Linked DNA regions of Mus musculus: region 2 is linked to region 1. Evidence: chromatin contacts called from public promoter capture Hi-C data. All regions are on one chromosome and are shown on one strand. Each heading gives the region's core, a stretch centred on a gene start, on an enhancer-like site or on the middle of the called end of the contact. The rest is flanking DNA. Distances are from core to core; before and after follow the strand shown. Region 1 holds the start of Tctex1d1 (Tctex1 domain containing 1). Region 2 holds the start of Prkaa2 (protein kinase, AMP-activated, alpha 2 catalytic subunit).

Evidence for each region. Promoter capture Hi-C pulls out the DNA fragments that hold promoters and counts their contacts.
Region 2: a promoter capture Hi-C map of hippocampal neurons shows a contact between it and region 1, with 2.1 times the contacts expected there. The contact joins the promoter of Prkaa2 here to the promoter of Tctex1d1 in region 1. A contact is called at or near these places in 1 of 39 promoter capture datasets (hippocampal neurons) and 1 of 9 other capture datasets (embryonic stem cells).

Annotation. Positions count from the first base shown.
Region 1 is chr4:102,981,239-102,989,094 of GRCm38.p6, reverse strand. Tctex1d1 (Tctex1 domain containing 1) reads right to left here and starts at 2,716. Exons shown (of 5, transcript NM_001163767.1): 1 at 2,509-2,716; 2 at 422-539. The coding sequence starts at 522. It overlaps Gm12709 (predicted gene 12709), which reads left to right. Exons shown (of 4, transcript NR_040444.1): 2 at 4,978-5,166.
Region 2 is chr4:105,106,587-105,114,442 of GRCm38.p6, reverse strand. Prkaa2 (protein kinase, AMP-activated, alpha 2 catalytic subunit) reads left to right here and starts at 4,545. Exons shown (of 9, transcript NM_178143.2): 1 at 4,545-4,738. The coding sequence starts at 4,645. It overlaps Gm36893 (a long non-coding RNA gene), which reads right to left and starts at 4,545. Exons shown (of 2, transcript XR_376484.4): 1 at 4,255-4,545; 2 at 2,121-2,429.

The sequences.
Region 1 (7,856 bases), core at 1,467-3,966:
GCTTTTTTTTTTTAAAGTTTAACTTTATAATTTTTAAAGTGGTGTTTGTGTATGTATGTATGTGTGTGTGCATGTCCTCAGGTGACCATGGAAGCCGGAGACATTGGGTCCCACTAAAACGGCAGTGGAAGGTGGCTGTGAGCTGATGTGGGTGCTGGGAACTGAGTTTGGCTCTTCTGGCAGACCAGTGCGTGCTCCATTTCTCCAGCCTGATTCTTTTTTACTTTTGAGCTTCGTGTTTATGTTTGTTTCTTTTCCAGATTGAAGACTGTAGTGTGTTGAATGAGAATGTTGCTCAGAGGCATTCGAACCTCTGGCCCCCAGCTGGTGGCAGTGTTAGGGGGAGGTTGAGGAGGTCTGGCCTTTGGTGGAGGAGGCCTGTCACTGCTGATGGGACTTTGAGAGCTAAGGCCATACTCACACGTTGTTCTCTCTGCTCTGTGCCTGTGCTCCATGACGTAAGCTTTCAGCACCCTGCTCCAGCCGCTGTGCCTGCTGCTTGCTCCCATGTGTCTGTGCCATGATGGATAGTTACCCCTCTGGAACCACAAACTCAGATAAACCTGCCCTTCTATAAGATCAAGGTGTTTTAGCACAGCAACAGAAAAGGAAATAACTCAAGGATAGGAGGTAGGGCTTCCCTGAGGCTAAGCAAGCCCCTTACTCATCCTAAAGAGCCAAGGTCTGATAGTTATAGGTTAGCATGTGAGAGACTGGACATGGAGAGCTGGAAGAGAATATGGAGCCAGGCAGTGGTGGCACATGCCTTTAATCCTAGCACTTGGGAGGCAGAGGCAGGAGGATTTTTGAGTTCAAGGCCAGTCTGGTCTACAGAGTGAGTTCCAGGACAGCCAGGGCTATGCAGAGAAACCCAGAAAAAAAAAAGAAAAGAAAGAGAATACAGAAAATTTAAAATATATTCCTCACTTGAGTGATGGGTGACTTAAGAGGTATTAACAGTGGTTGCAGCATGAGCAAGAAACATGGAAGTATAATATGGGCTAGTTATATTTTCCTTTTACTTTTATTTTCTGTGTTATTTTTATTTTTGGTAGCTGGATCTTTAGTCTACAGGTATGTCTGTGTGAGTCATGCGAACTCTTGGTGCCCACAGAGGCCAGAAGAGGGTGTCAGATCACTTGGGGCTGTGAGCTGCCTTATAGGTGCTGGGAAGCAAACCCTGGTTCTTTGAAAGAGCAGCCAGTGTTTCTTGCACTGAGTTATCCCTCTAGCCCCTTGGTACAGTTTTTAGAAATTGAGGAGTTCCTATATTTTAAAAGCATGGGCTTATCAATGAAGTCCAGAACACTGGCTTACACAAAGAGGCTCGAGGCATTTGTATTGCTAAAGACAAGCACGTGATCTGCTTATTAAATGCATTTAAGCTTTCAACTGCAGGCATAAATACAATAAACATATTGGCTACATGTCCCAACACTACAAGTGGATGAAGTCCAGTTCTGTGATCCAACCTGCCGAGCTAATCCTTTCCGACACCTAGTCTCATTGCCTAGAGAATGCTGCAGTCAATCTTATCTTAATTAATTGAGACAGTGTCTTGCTGTGCAGTGCTGACTGGCTTGGGGTTTGCTCGGTAGACGAGGCTGGCCTCCAACTCTCTGTGATCCTCCCCACCTTTGTTCCTCAAGTACTGGCATCAGGCATGTGCTGAGAATCTGATCTAAAAACTGGTGTAAGCATTCAACAAACACATTCACAGTAGGGGAAAAGAGAAAAGAGAAGTATATCTTATATAAAGGTATTTTAAAATCAAAATATGTATAGTTTCATGTAAAAATCCAGGCTGTGCTTGGAAGTACATGAGCTACTTTTGAGGACAGAATTGTATTCAGGTTTCTTGAAATAAGAGTTACTGTTGAGAACAAACATAAATTCCTGGGCTTTGTAACTGGTGGCCACCCATGTCCATAAGAGGGCCTTCAGGAAGGATGGGGAAGCGCGTCATTAAAGTCATGTGCTGCCCTCTAGTGGATAGATAGACATTGCAGTGCACAGAGAAAAGAAGGCTATAGGTTCTGTGGGTTTTTTTGTTTTTGTTTTTTTTTAATTTTTAAAAAAGCTTTTAAACAAAAATTTATGGCCTATGATGTGTCAGAGTCCAGAGTGATGGTCACACAAAAGATGCATTTAAAATTAAATATGCTCCTGGAATATGATATATAGAGAAAGATACAATATACAGAGACTTGCTTAACTGGGGACTAAGACTATCTATGGATTTTTTTTCCCCTTCTGATTATGTTTAAAACCTAAAGCATGCCAGCTCATTTCCTAGCAGTAAATGGTGCGTCTTTGTGGAAGTCATGCAGTTTCATGATATCTTATCCCAATTGGCCTATCTTTTTAGAAGGCTATAGTGGAAACAGAAGTTGAAAACCTTCACAAATTAAAGAAATGAGAAAACAGTAGAAGGTATCGTCTTGTGGGAAGCTTTTTTTTTTTCCCCAAGAGTAAGGGTGTTTTTCGAAGGACACAGAATATACCTACCTCCCATGAACAGTCAAGCCCTGGACTGACAGATGTAAAACCTAGCACAGGAGACTGGCAGAACAATCATAGGTGTGGGTAAAAGCGCAGGGCCAGCTCTTGACGTGGTGGGCTACTGTTCATCTGAGAGGAACGGAACTGATGGTCAAGGCCAGACGATAGACATCTCCTGCAGGGCCTGAAGGAGGCATGGTTTCAAAGCCACACTGCAATCAGGAGAGGTGATGCTGGATGTGTTTGAGGCCTGGCTATGTCACATGACTGTGACGTCATTAACGAGGGGTGTGGCCAGCCCTGCCATATTTCCAGTGCAGAGGAAACCCTTACTCTCCTCCTTGTTCTTCCTTCCTTCTTCTCCCTTCCTTTCGTTTTTGGAATAGATGCAAATGGACTTTTTCAATAAGAAAGCTAAAATAAAGCTTGCTTTGTACCAAACACTTGAATAAACACTTTTCCTAGGTTGTAAATTCATCTTACAAGTCACTCCGGACTTACTATATAATGGACTTGTAAGCAGAATTTATTTTAGAGCAAAAAAGACTTAATTACTTAAGAATTCACATAATGCAATAATAACTGCTCACTCACTGATCAAAATAGTCCATGAAGGACAGTTTTGTGCGCAGGTGCTGTTCTGTCTTTGAGATGTCATACTAGGAGATATGAAAGGAATTAAGCTGTCTGCCTCTACAGAACTTAATGTTTTATTTTTATTTTATTTATTTATATATTATTAATGTCCAGATGATGTGTGCACTAAACAGCTGGATCTATTTTTATTCTCACTGCCCTCAGCAATGTTTGCTATTCTGTCTGCCAGCATTTTGCTATCAGCACGGGTGTAGAAGACACCTTGCTCTAAGTTACGCATCTCTGGTTTTCCAGTGTGCTTGTGTAGCTCTTCTTACTCTGCTTGGCCTTTAGACTCCCCTTGTGGGCACTGCCATCTCCTCTGACTCTATTTAAAACTGGCTTCCCCTTTTATTGTTAACATGCAACGCTATACCTGTGGATAGATATTCTAGCAGTTCTCTAACTATATTATTATATACGTTGTGAAAATACTTCATTTTGTTGATGTTCTACTTACCAAAAAAGTTTTAGTTTTCTTTTGTGGTTTATGTTTTCGTGTTGGGATTCGTAGTGTGTAATTACGACCCCAACGCTTGGGAGGCTGAGGTGGAGGCGTATGGATTCAAGATTCAAGGAGAGGATGGGGCGGTGGCAGCAGTGCTGGTGGTCTGTAGTGCGTGGGGGCGGGGCTTCCTTACTCGCAGTCCAGACAGGCTCTCCTATGCTTTTTTCTACCTGCTTTACGCTTTCCAGCTTCCCATTCTCTGCCTTCCTTCTGGACTATGCCTGTGTAAATGGTACCAGGTACCAGACCTGCTTCCTCTCTAAAACCATCTGTCAGACACAAGAACTAAAAGCCCTCAAAAATCCAAGGCTATAGTGGCTCTTTTCTCAGAGCTAAGGGGGCAGTTGTGAGGATTACTGAAAATTCCAGGCCAGTCTGATCAACATATTGAGTTACAAGCTAGCTTGTCTTAAACAAACAAACAAACAACAAACAACAAACAAAAACAAAAACCCCCATCATTTCCCCATTTATGGAAATAACTTTAGGTAAAATAGAATTTCCTCTATTCAATATATATATTTTGTCTGAGAAGCACATCGAGGCTGTCACATTTTCCTGTGGTTTCACTTGGAAAGTGACATTTTATCTTCTCCAAGTCTCTCTCTCACTCTCTCTGTCTCTCTGTCTCTGTCTCTCTGTCTCTCTCTCTTTCTGGGACTACGCTGCATTTCAGCTCGATGCAAACTTCAGTATAACACATGCTATCCCTTTGGTATTCTGTCTCCTAGCCTTTCCCATCAGGGATCCAAAGAAAGGATAGCCCAACCTAATTTCTGATGCACAGGCTCATGGCTTGGAATCCTGGAATAAATTAGTCCATGTCAATTTACTTGGCCCTGCTTGTTTACCTGAGCAGGTTTGCAGGTTTGCACAAAGTTCACGAGGGTTGCATTTTCCATCATTCACTGAAATACCCAGTGGACTGTGAAGGAGTTCCCAAGTAGCTCTCAGTTTGCTGGAACAGCAGTGATCTCTACGCTAGACCCCTCTGGTATTCTGCACGCCTAATACATGACACAGTAGCTGACGGGTACTAGAGGCTCCCTGGATCTTGAGTAAATAACACAGGGAAGTCAACATAGTGTGGCTGACCTGCTGTGCTGGGTGCCTTCAATACAGTTCTGTGGGGAATGGTGGGGTCCACACATGGTTTTTGTTCTGTGGCATCGTGAGAACTTTGCTTTGAGGCAAAAGAAAGACCGTTTAGTCTTTGTTCTTTGCCCAAACCCACAGTAGAGCTGCTAGCTTTGGAGCTAATATGTCCAGATAGCTTGCCGCATTAGCTGGAGAAAGTGACTCAACCTTGTGCCTTCTGTTTCCATTTTAAGGACCAGTGATGACAGCATCTGTGCAAATGCTGTTCAATGTCTACCTGAGGGTGAGGTTCCAGCAAGTAAACCATCAGCATGAATGCCTGCCTGGACTCATGCGTGAAAAACACAAGATCTCAGTGAACAAGGGAGCCATGTGCAAATTACACACGGATTTGCCACTTTCTGTGCAATGAAAATATGCAGGTAATAAAAGACTTCTTTCTATTTGCTATCTTGGTGGTTTTAACATCTCAACCTGCTTGAGCTGCTGTTTCTTTATTTGGAAATGGGGATGATGCCTGCACCTGTTTAGTAGAGAAGATGTTGACCAACATTTCTGGAAGAGGTCCAAGAGTGGGACTTTGGGGTTTGCCTGCCCTATGCTTTCTGTTGCTGCTGTGGGTAGACGCTGCTGCTGCTGCGATCGCAAAGCCGCTGGAGACACTGCATTGAGCAGGCAGGCCATGCTCTACAATCCATAATTTATGGACAGTGAAATTTGGATTTCTATCAATATTTGCATGCCACAAAACTGTACTCTTTTAAATTTTGTTTTCAGCTATGAAATAACCGCTCCTAGCTGGGAAACCATAGCCATCCGTGTTCCAGACTAGACTTGGTGCTTGGTCATGGCTTGCCAGACCCTGTTATTGGAAACTTCCTGGAAGCAGAGCTGAGACTGATGCTAAAACCTCAGCGAATGTTACCACCTCTCTTCTAATAAATTGTTTAGGTGAAAAGTCAAGTTCAGATTTCCCAGTGGGGTAGATAAAAACAGAGAGTGGAAAGTCATGTACCCAGATGTGTGTCTTAGGATAAGGGGGCCTAGCTTAAGAGGTTTTATTTTGCTGCTGGGTACAGTGGGGTCCTTCTTGATCCAAGCTACACAAAATAACTAACGACTTTATGACCAGCCTGAGCAGCAAAAATACAGCCTTAAAGAGATGCTTCCTTTTTCTTTCAGAAAACATTAAAAATATATTATAAATTATAACTTGAACAAACAAGATCCAATTCTGAAAACAGATGACAGTGGCAACGCTGAATACACACTCAGTCTTCCTCTCATGACACAGGAGGCGTTCACACATTTATCAGGATGACAGTTAGACATCAGTCACAATTCAGAGAACTGAAGACATAAAAATCAAGACGAAAGAATAAATCCACGCTGACCACATCCCCGGTAGATCTACCCGCACTCTTTCTTCTTTTCTTTCCTTCTCACTGTGTCTACTGCTACAAAGACAAGTGAGTTTGCAGTGTATTGAGGGAGCCAGATTTAAAAACAAAACAAAATGAAACAACAAAAAGCAAAGCAAAGCAAAACAACAGCAGCTACAACAGCAGCAGTACCTTCACCACTACCACCACCAAACCCACCACACACAGGCCTGTGAAGAAAAGGAGGAGCAGACAGACAGACAGAAAAGTGGCTCCTCAGGTTACAGATGGGTGTGGTCAAGGATAGGAACTGAGCTTCCTGAAGAGGTAGGAAGGAGAAGGAAGGAAAGCAGAAGACAGGGGAACCTTTCATACAAGGAGTAGGGTTCCAACAGTGGCTGGGGCCAGACAGAACACTGAGGGAGAGCACGGTACGGCCAGACAGAGGGCAGCATGCCCACAGGAGTGGGGAGGATGGGGCAGCGCCTGGGGTCCCTGGAGCCTCTCTCTGAATTTGGGACTGGATGTTTGCCATTGTAACAAGTTGCTTGACCTGAAAGACTCAGCTATTCCACAGTAAAACAGAAAGAACGAAAGGACCTAGCAGGATGTGTGTGTGTGTGTGTGTATGTGTGTGTGTGTGTGTATGTGTGTATGTGTGTATATGTGTGTGGTGGGGAGGGGGGTGGTAAACGAGATGATGTTCAGGTCTTGAGTGTCCTTCAGGAGATGACTTATAATGCTGACATTAGTTTTTGAAAAGGTGCTTTCAATTAATTTTCAAGAAAAAGATGTATCATCTCCAGACACATTGTCAATGTCAAATCACATCTCCACCAGAGAGCCACTAATATTTCATAACTTTCCTACCAGTTGAAGACGCACATGAAAGAGAATCACCAATACTGTAAGAATCGTGGTTTGCTGGGGACAAACTAGAGCTATGAGATGGCTCAGCGGTTAAAGACAGGTACTGACAAGTCTCATGACCTGGCACGATCTGATCCCCTAATCCTCATGATGGAAGTGAGACCACATCCTGAAAGCTGACCTTTGGCCGTCACACACGTGCTGTGCATGACATAAGAGCTCTCCCTTCCTGCACAGATACAAAGTTAGTTCTTTAAATTTGACCACACCCTGATTTCAGATGATTCTCTACCGTGGTTTGGAAGAACAAAGAGAGCCCAAGTCCAGTCTGGGCAAGTTAGCAGCCATGAGGTAAACACAGAAGGAGGGCTGGGGTGTCGCTCAGTGGTAGAATGTGCCAGAGGCTCTGGGTTTACTCACCAATGCCCCAACCTCAAAAGACAGAGAGAGTGCATGGGAGAACACTTGTAGTGGTTTAAGAAGGAACAGCCAGAATTGCTGAGGCTCAGAAGCAGGAATTAATTACTGTAGCTGTAGCATCCTTCCTCTGACCTGCAGTGGGTTTCTGTTCTGGTATACTCAGTTTTCCAACCATGTAAAAAAAATAAAAATAAAAACAAGACTGTGTTAGCAGTCTACAAACTTGTAGGACTGAAAGTGGAACTGCTGTGGAGCGCTTTTGGGGCCTCTTCTAGAAACTTGGCAGGAATCTGACTTTGGGCTAGGACTTGGAAGTAGGCTCAGGATGAATACAGCTGAGGAATGTGTTCTTTGTATCTTGATGGGTCTTGTTAAGACCCTGACGACAGTAATCTTGGGACCTTCCATCTATGCTTTGTTTGTTCCTTACCTACCCTGTC
Region 2 (7,856 bases), core at 3,296-5,795, 2.1 Mb before region 1:
TTCTACCTGGGCGTTAGCCTATGAGATGGTGTTACTCTATTCAGGATATGTCATCCCCTTGTTTGGTGTTTCTGTCCACAGCTGGGTGGTGGTGGTGCATGCCTTGAATCCTAGTACTTGGGAGGCAGAGGTGGGCACATCTCTGAGTTTGAGGCCAGCTTGGTCTTCAAAATGAATTCCGGGATAGTTTGGGCTACATAGAAAAACCCTGTCTTAAAACAAATAAACAAACACCCACAAAAAACCCCCACCTCAAACAACAACAAAAAAGGAAGAAAAAGAAAAAAGTAAAAGAAAGAAAGAAATGCTCCTGTCAACACCTTCACAGACACACTGAGAAACACTTTCTAACACAATCAATCAATCACACTGATAACCAGGCATAACTATCCTAAGTTGGTATAAAATGAAACTGTGCCCTCCTCTCTATTTTTGAACAAAAATTTCTAGGAGGATATATTAAATTCCATTAGGCCCTACACAAAGCAAACGGGCTATGAAAATGTCAATTTCATATGTATTAAAACCTATTAATACATTACTGGACATTTATACTCGAATAGGCTTGACAATTACTGGAGTACTAGCATGAAATATGAGCAGTGAGGCCCATAAAGAGAAACAGAGTAAACCCCTTGATCAAAGTCGGAGAGTGCATCTCTCCAACATCCAAGTAAAAACTTGGGTGCAATCAAAGGACAGATGTGCAGCTCAGTCTTCATGTGGATCCCCAACAACTGGAGCGGGGGCTGTCCCTAAAGCTGTTGCTTGTCTGTCTGTGGAATATGCTGCCCCAATGGCCCCTTGTCTGCCTCTGGTGGGAGAGGGTGCACCTAGCCCTGCAGAGACCTGATGTGCCAGGGTGGGGAGATACCCAGAGGGGGCCTCCACCCTCTCAGAGGAGAAGGGGAGGGAGGGTGGGGGAGGGAACTATGTGTGTAGGGGCGACCAGGAAGAGGACAGTAATCAGGATGCAAAGTGGATAAATTAATTAATTAAAACCAACCCCCCCCCCAAAAAAAAACCCTGGGTGCAGTAGTGAGCACCTATAATTCCAGTACTGGTTGGATAGTTAATTTATTTTTTACAATGTCCTGAACTTGGAGATACCTTGCTGTATATATTTGATGACACGAATGCAATCTAATATAGTCTAGTATTACGTTTCTCAACCTGTGGGTCACGACCCCTTGAGGGAGGGGTTGAATGACTTTTTCACAGGAGTCATTTAAGACCATTGTAAAACACAGATATTTACATTATGATTCATAACAGCAGAAAGATTACAGTAATGAGGAAGCAACAAAAATAAGTTTATGGTCGGGGGTTACCACGACATGAGGGACTGTATAAAGGGCCCCAGCATTAGGAAGGTTGAGAACCACTGGTCTAGGAGTATTCCAGTTATCCATTCAGGTCCTGCTTTAGAATATTTGGAGGAAAAAAAATGGCAACGGTCTAATTGTTGAGAACTAAAGCAGTAACAGCTAAATCAGTGGTCAGAACAGCTAGACCCGTGGTCAGAACCTAGGCTATGAATCTAAGTCACAGCAGCACTGGAACACCACTGCAAACTAATAAAATAGGATAGAGTGCATTACAATGTTCTCAGGTGAGTATCCTAGGGGCACAAGGAGATCCAGCCATTTAGTACAGAATTCTGCATTGCTGAGAAGGGTGAGGCAGCCTCAGATTTACACATGAAGTACACAGGGCACCCGAAGAGTGTATTACCACTAAAGACCTTCCCATCTCCACACCCAGCTAACATTCTACTTCCCACTAAAGAAAGCACCAACAGGATTGAACACTGCTCTGCTCTAGAAATAAAAGTGTCTGAAGGGGTCTCTGGCAATGAACATACTGGAACTCTCTCAGAGCATCATGGGATTCCAGCTGTAATGAACTGGAAGGAAGAGGGCAGGTTGGAACTGGATCTGAGTCTGGCTGGCTTTGACTTTAGCTTTATAGCCTTGGGGGAAAAATAACAGAGGGAAAATCGAGCTTTATCATCTATAAAACGGGGACAATAATGTTCCTTGATGACAAATAGCTGAGACTAAATGAACTTCTTAATCAAGAAAGTATTGCTTATGCTTAGCATAAAACTATAAGGTTAGTGTAATAACAATGAAACTTTAATTGCCAGTGAGTCGACAATTCAACATGCTTTAAGATCTCAGTTTATAGCTTTTCTTCGTGTAGCTTCACAATTTAAAGACTCCTCAACATCATTTATTAGATTATTAGGACAACACAGACTCTCAGCAGAAGAGCTATCTCAGCTTCCTCATCTGAAGGACTAGCAAAGGAATGGTCTTTAACCAAATAAAAGTTCAGCCTTAAAAATAGCCCGGGGAAGCTTTCTCAAATTTGCCATCGAGGTTGGGACTCATAAGTGAGATCTTCTTGTCAGCAGGAAAGGTGATCTGCAGGATGAACAAAAATAGCCCATGTCCGACAGCTGTGATGTCTATAATTTATACGCCGAGATCATCTCTCATCAGATCGCCATGGTGGACACACCAGTTGGTCAGCTGTATGTTTACTAGGTCTCAGGAAACAAGTTGTGTCATACCCAGTTCCCGGTTCACTCTTTACATACAAACAGCGTGACTTGAGGCTTCACGTTCGAGGCATGTGACTATGAAACTCTATCGGCATGCACAGTGTCACAGATGTTTGACTAACCTTTAATAATTTATCCCCAAACAGCAAATAATCCCTTTTCTTTGTGTTTCTAAATTATTTTTTTATGGGAAAAGCTGCAAGTATTTATGTTTTTTTTTTTTTAAGTATTTATGTTTTGAAGCACGTTTGTATGAGTGCAGGGAACTGCTAAATGGAAGTCACATGAGTCTTCATATTTCTGTATAGGAAGCAAATAATCTTCAGCTATGGCAAGGTCGGCTAACATTAAGTAAAGGGAGGGGAAGAGTGAGGGGAGCCGGGAGGAAGAGATTGCTTGCTCATAAGTGATTTGCCCACTGGTAACACTCTGGGCATGCTTTGGATTCCCTTTTATTATTATTATTATTATTTTTTACTTCCATCCTCAATACACTCATTTCTTTAATGTGTTTTTACATCATTTTGTTTCCCACAATTCTTTGATCCCTTCTGTGTTTTGTCTATGTTCTACATTTACCTGCACATGTAAATTATTTCCTATTTCTTTTAGTATTTCTCCCTTGTCCCGTATATAATGCATATCTACACACATGTATGCAAGTGCTGAAATATACTTAGGGCTGTGTCTATGATTTATTGGGAAATTTTGTTCAAATGAGTTAGAATTGAGAGTCCTGAAGAGAATGTCTTTTATCTCTATAACACGATTGTCTATATAACTGAATGAAGAAAAGAAATAAAAGGAGACCATAACTGCTCCTGGGTATGGTGGATGTGCTGGCTTGTCATATGGCAACTTGACACAAGGTCATCTGAAAGGAGGGAACCTCAACTGAGAAAATCCAGCTGTAAGGCTTAATTAGTGATTGGTGGGGAAGGGCCCATTGCGGGTGGTTCCATCCTTGCGCTGGTGGTCCTGGGGTCTGTAGGAAAACAGGCTGGACCAGCCCTGATGAGCCAACCAGTATGCAGCAACCCCTCCCCAACCCCCCATGGCCTCCGCATCAGCTCTTGCCTCCAGGTTCCATGCATTGAGTTCCTGTCCTGACTTCCTTCAATGATGAACAGTGCGGTGGAGGTGTAAAAAATAAACCCTGCCCTCCCCAACTTGCTTTCTGGTTATGGTGTTTTATCGCAACAATAAAAGCTTTAACTAACACAATGAGGAAGGCCTGTTATAGATAAAATGAACATACAGGCAGAAGCAGAGGCAGAGACACATGGTCAGACTCAGCAGGGCCATGTGAGGAGAGAGAGGGAGGGAGAGCAAGAGAGGAGCCAAGCCTAAGAGGGGTGGGTGGCCTGGGCTAAGAAACTGGCACAGCCAAAATGGCTGAATTATCTAGGGATCAGAGGACCTGAGGGAAGGGGCAGCTCAGTCCCCGGGCTGGAGAGTTCAGGGTAGGGGTCAGGGTATGCCAGGCAGGAGGACCCTATACCAGGTGGGGACTAAGGGATGCTGAGAGAACCAGCGTCACGTCACCTTTGCTATGTTAATGCTAGGCGTCTCCGTTGGCAGTTTGTCTGGGGGTTGAGACCTAACAATAACACGACCAGGAACTACAAAACAATGGGACGCCATCTGAAGAGGGTACGGACTAGAACGTTCCCAGACAAACAAACCTTGGCTAGGGGGAGCGTGCCAGGGGCTAGGGGCGGGCCGCCCTCTCCAGCGCCTTGCCCTCTGGTCCCGAGGCATGGCTCACGGTCTACACCCCGTCACCCCCACTTCTCCTCAGATTCTCCTTCCATCTCGGTCGCGCTCAGATTCATCCCTTCCATCTTCACCGCCCTGGGCTTTTCTCGGGACGCCTCGGCTCTGCTCCCCCAGCCTGCGTCCACACGCGCCGGGCTGCGCTCTCCCCACCGCGCCCCGGGCGTCCCCGTCCCGCCCCCCGGGCCCGCTGCACTGTGGGTAGGCGGCGGCGGCGGCGGTGGCGGCGGTAGCGGCGGCGGCAGCGGTAGCGGCGGCGGCGCTCAGAGCCCGCGGCAGGGGGAGCCCGTGCGCCGAACATGGCTGAGAAGCAGAAGCACGACGGGCGGGTGAAGATCGGACACTACGTCCTGGGGGACACCCTGGGCGTCGGCACCTTCGGCAAAGTGAAGAGTGAGTGCAGCGGCGCGGGCGGGCGGGCAGGCGCGAGCGAGGCCGGGTGGCAGGTGGAGCGCTCGCGGGCGAGCCCGGGGCACAAGCACCTGGAGCCGCAGCCCGGGCGTGGGTCCGGGGGGACCAGCGGTTATGGGGTGTGCCTTGGCGGGGGGTGCCTCCGAGCGCCCTGTCTTTTCTCTATGCCTCAGCTCGCTTGTCTGCAGAATTGGGCGATTGGCCCAGTCCGAAGGGCCCCGAAGCGTGGGGAGGATGGGGGAGTCACGGCGCCCGCCGCGAATTGGGAGGGGGTCTCCCACTGGTGCCAAGTGCTCTGCGTGGAGCCTCATCTGTGGTCACACTTAATCCTTAACGTGGCACCGGCCGGGTGCGGTCCTCACCTTAAAGGTGAGAGAACTCGAGCTCCAAGGCTTCAGAGACACGCCCAAGGTCACAGAGAATTGGCAGATTCAGGGTGAGGTCTAAGATGTCCTCCAATTTTGGCCTTGCTGATGAGGTCCCTGCCTTTCCCAGATTCTTCCCTGTCCCAGTCCTTTGATGGTGGAGTTGACCAGGGGCATGCCCATAGCAGAGAGGTGCCAAGTCCCTCTGCTGGGTGTGTGAAAACGCTGGAATGCAGCGGGTTGGACAGAGAATTTAGGAGAACCCCTAGCTCTGTAGGTTGATTGGTTCAAGGAAGGATTCTGTGGTCAGGGTCTGGGAGAAAATGTTGCTTGGTGATCGACTTTGGGTCCCCAAGAGGTCAGACTTGCTTAGGCAAGGGGTATGTTTGTTGGTGAAGGGACTGCTTTGGGGGTTTTGGAAAAAAACTGGTTGCTTTTGAAATGTCACACTGCACTAAACTAGTTAAGTATTAAACTTTGCTTTGCTTTCTTATTAGTTAATAAGAGTCACATGGGGTTTGATTACCCGTCCTTTTAACAGAACTACAGCTCTTGTTAAAAAAAATACTTGGTAGCAAGTTGGGAATTAAAAGTGAAACATTAGCCTTTTGTTGTTGTTGAATAAATATCGGGTAAGCAGTCTGGGGATTTTATGCTGAGGCTTATTTTCTACATTTTAACCTCCAGTGAAGGTTTGAATAGAAGGGAGAGACTCCTCATTCCTGCGAGGATTAACTCCTCTTGGTGTATCTAATACCGGTTTGTACAACTAGAAAACACTGAATGCTCTCACCACATGCGGGGAACTGTTCTGGGCAACGGAGTTCTAGGAAAGAGCAAAACCTGAGCTCTCCTGGGACTTACTCGCTATGAGGGAAAGACAATCAGAATACATGTGAAAAGTATATGGCCCCCTCCTATTGAGAAAGGAGAACAGGGGAAGGAAGGATGGAGCCTTTTGTGAGGTTGGCAGATTATATTAAGGTGCCACGTGGCCTCACGGAGTGGGTATTTTTGTAAAGACCTAAAATGTTTGTAAAATTCTTTGAAGTCTTGTGAAGTTGGGATCTTGTAAGAGTTGTGGATAGTTGGGAGATGATAATGATAGAGATTAGATAATGATGTTGCCACCATCTTTGCAGAGAACTGCTTTGCTGTGGCATTGCAAAGTTATGCAAACGGCTGCTTTGCCATTTAGGGTAAGTTATATAACTTAGCCTATATGCTTTCATGTTCTGCTAAGTGCTTTTGTTTGCGCTTGCTTTTTTTTTTTTCCTCTTGATGTAGAGTGGAATACCCGATCTGATTTCTCAGGCCATTGTCAAGGGATAGTTCGAAAATATTTGGTTATAGTCTCTGTCTGCTTCTAAGCGCCAGCTTCCTAAAATATAAATGGAGCAGAAGGGACCTTTGGCTTATGAGAAAAATCTTTTTCCTGGAGAACCCTGCTGGAACGAGCTGTTTGGATTTCTCCTGACCATTTTATCTTCCCTAAAGAGATATTCCCTATGTGGTGTGATAGTTACTATTAATTGTCAAATGCACACAAGGAAGAAACACCTAGGAAGGGAAGCTTAATGAAGAATTATTTAGATCCAGTTAGCTTCTGCGCATGCTCAAGTGGGAAGCCCTCCCCCATTCTGGGCAGTACTGTTCCCTGAGTTTGGGTCCTGCGCTCTGTTAAGTATAGAGGGATGGGCGAGCATGATGAGCAGGCCTGCCTGCATGTGTTCTCTCTCTCTGCTGGTGACCGAGGATGTGCTTCACGTTCCTGCCTTGACTTCCCTCAAACGGACTGTAGCCTGGAAACTGAATTAAAATAAACCCTTTCTTCCCTAAGTCACTTTTAGTTGGGGTGTTTTATGACAGAAATTAAGCTAGGTCAAGTGGGTTTGTAATCAATACAGCTGTAGTTGTTAAGTCAAGGGGCTGGTGAAACAAAGTATATGCGTATTAAGAATACATTTTAGGGCTGGAGAGATGGCCCAGTGGTTAAGAGCACAAACTGCTCTTCCAGAGGTCCTGAGTTCAATTCCCAGCAACCACATGGTGGCTCACAACCATGTAATGGGATCTGTTGCCCTCTTTTGGTGTGTCTGAAGACAGCTACAGCTCATATACATAAAACAAGTAAATCCTAAAACTTAAAAAAAAGAGTACATTTTAATTTATTATTTGACATTTCATACAATGTGCTTTAATCAGAGTCCCTGCCCTTTCTCTTTCCAACTCCTTTAATGCCCTCCCACCAAATCTCCATTCCAATTTCACATCTGTCTATCTTTACATATATATCTATCTGCAAATCTGTGCCTGGGTATAGAGCCAACCACTGGAACACAGGTAACCTACTAGAGGCCCCCTGCCCCCAGCCCCACGAGCAGCCATGAACTGCCTAAGTAGTTTCTCATCTAGGAGTGGACTTTCTTGAGCCCCTCCCCTATCCAAGGCAAATGTAGCTTTAAAAACATATACTGAGGTGTGTTTTACATATTTTTAAAAACACTGATTTTAAGTGTACCATTAACAGTTTTTAGTAATTTTGCCAAGTACCACAACCATCATTGTATCTTAGCTGTAGAACATTTATTTTAGCCATTTACAGTTAATATCATTCACACCCACAACCCTCAGATACCACTATCTATGTCTAATATGTATAAGAAATGTCTTTGCTGGAAAAAGATGAATTGGTATCATGGAGTAAAGGTGTCTCTATGTCTAGTATTTTGTTT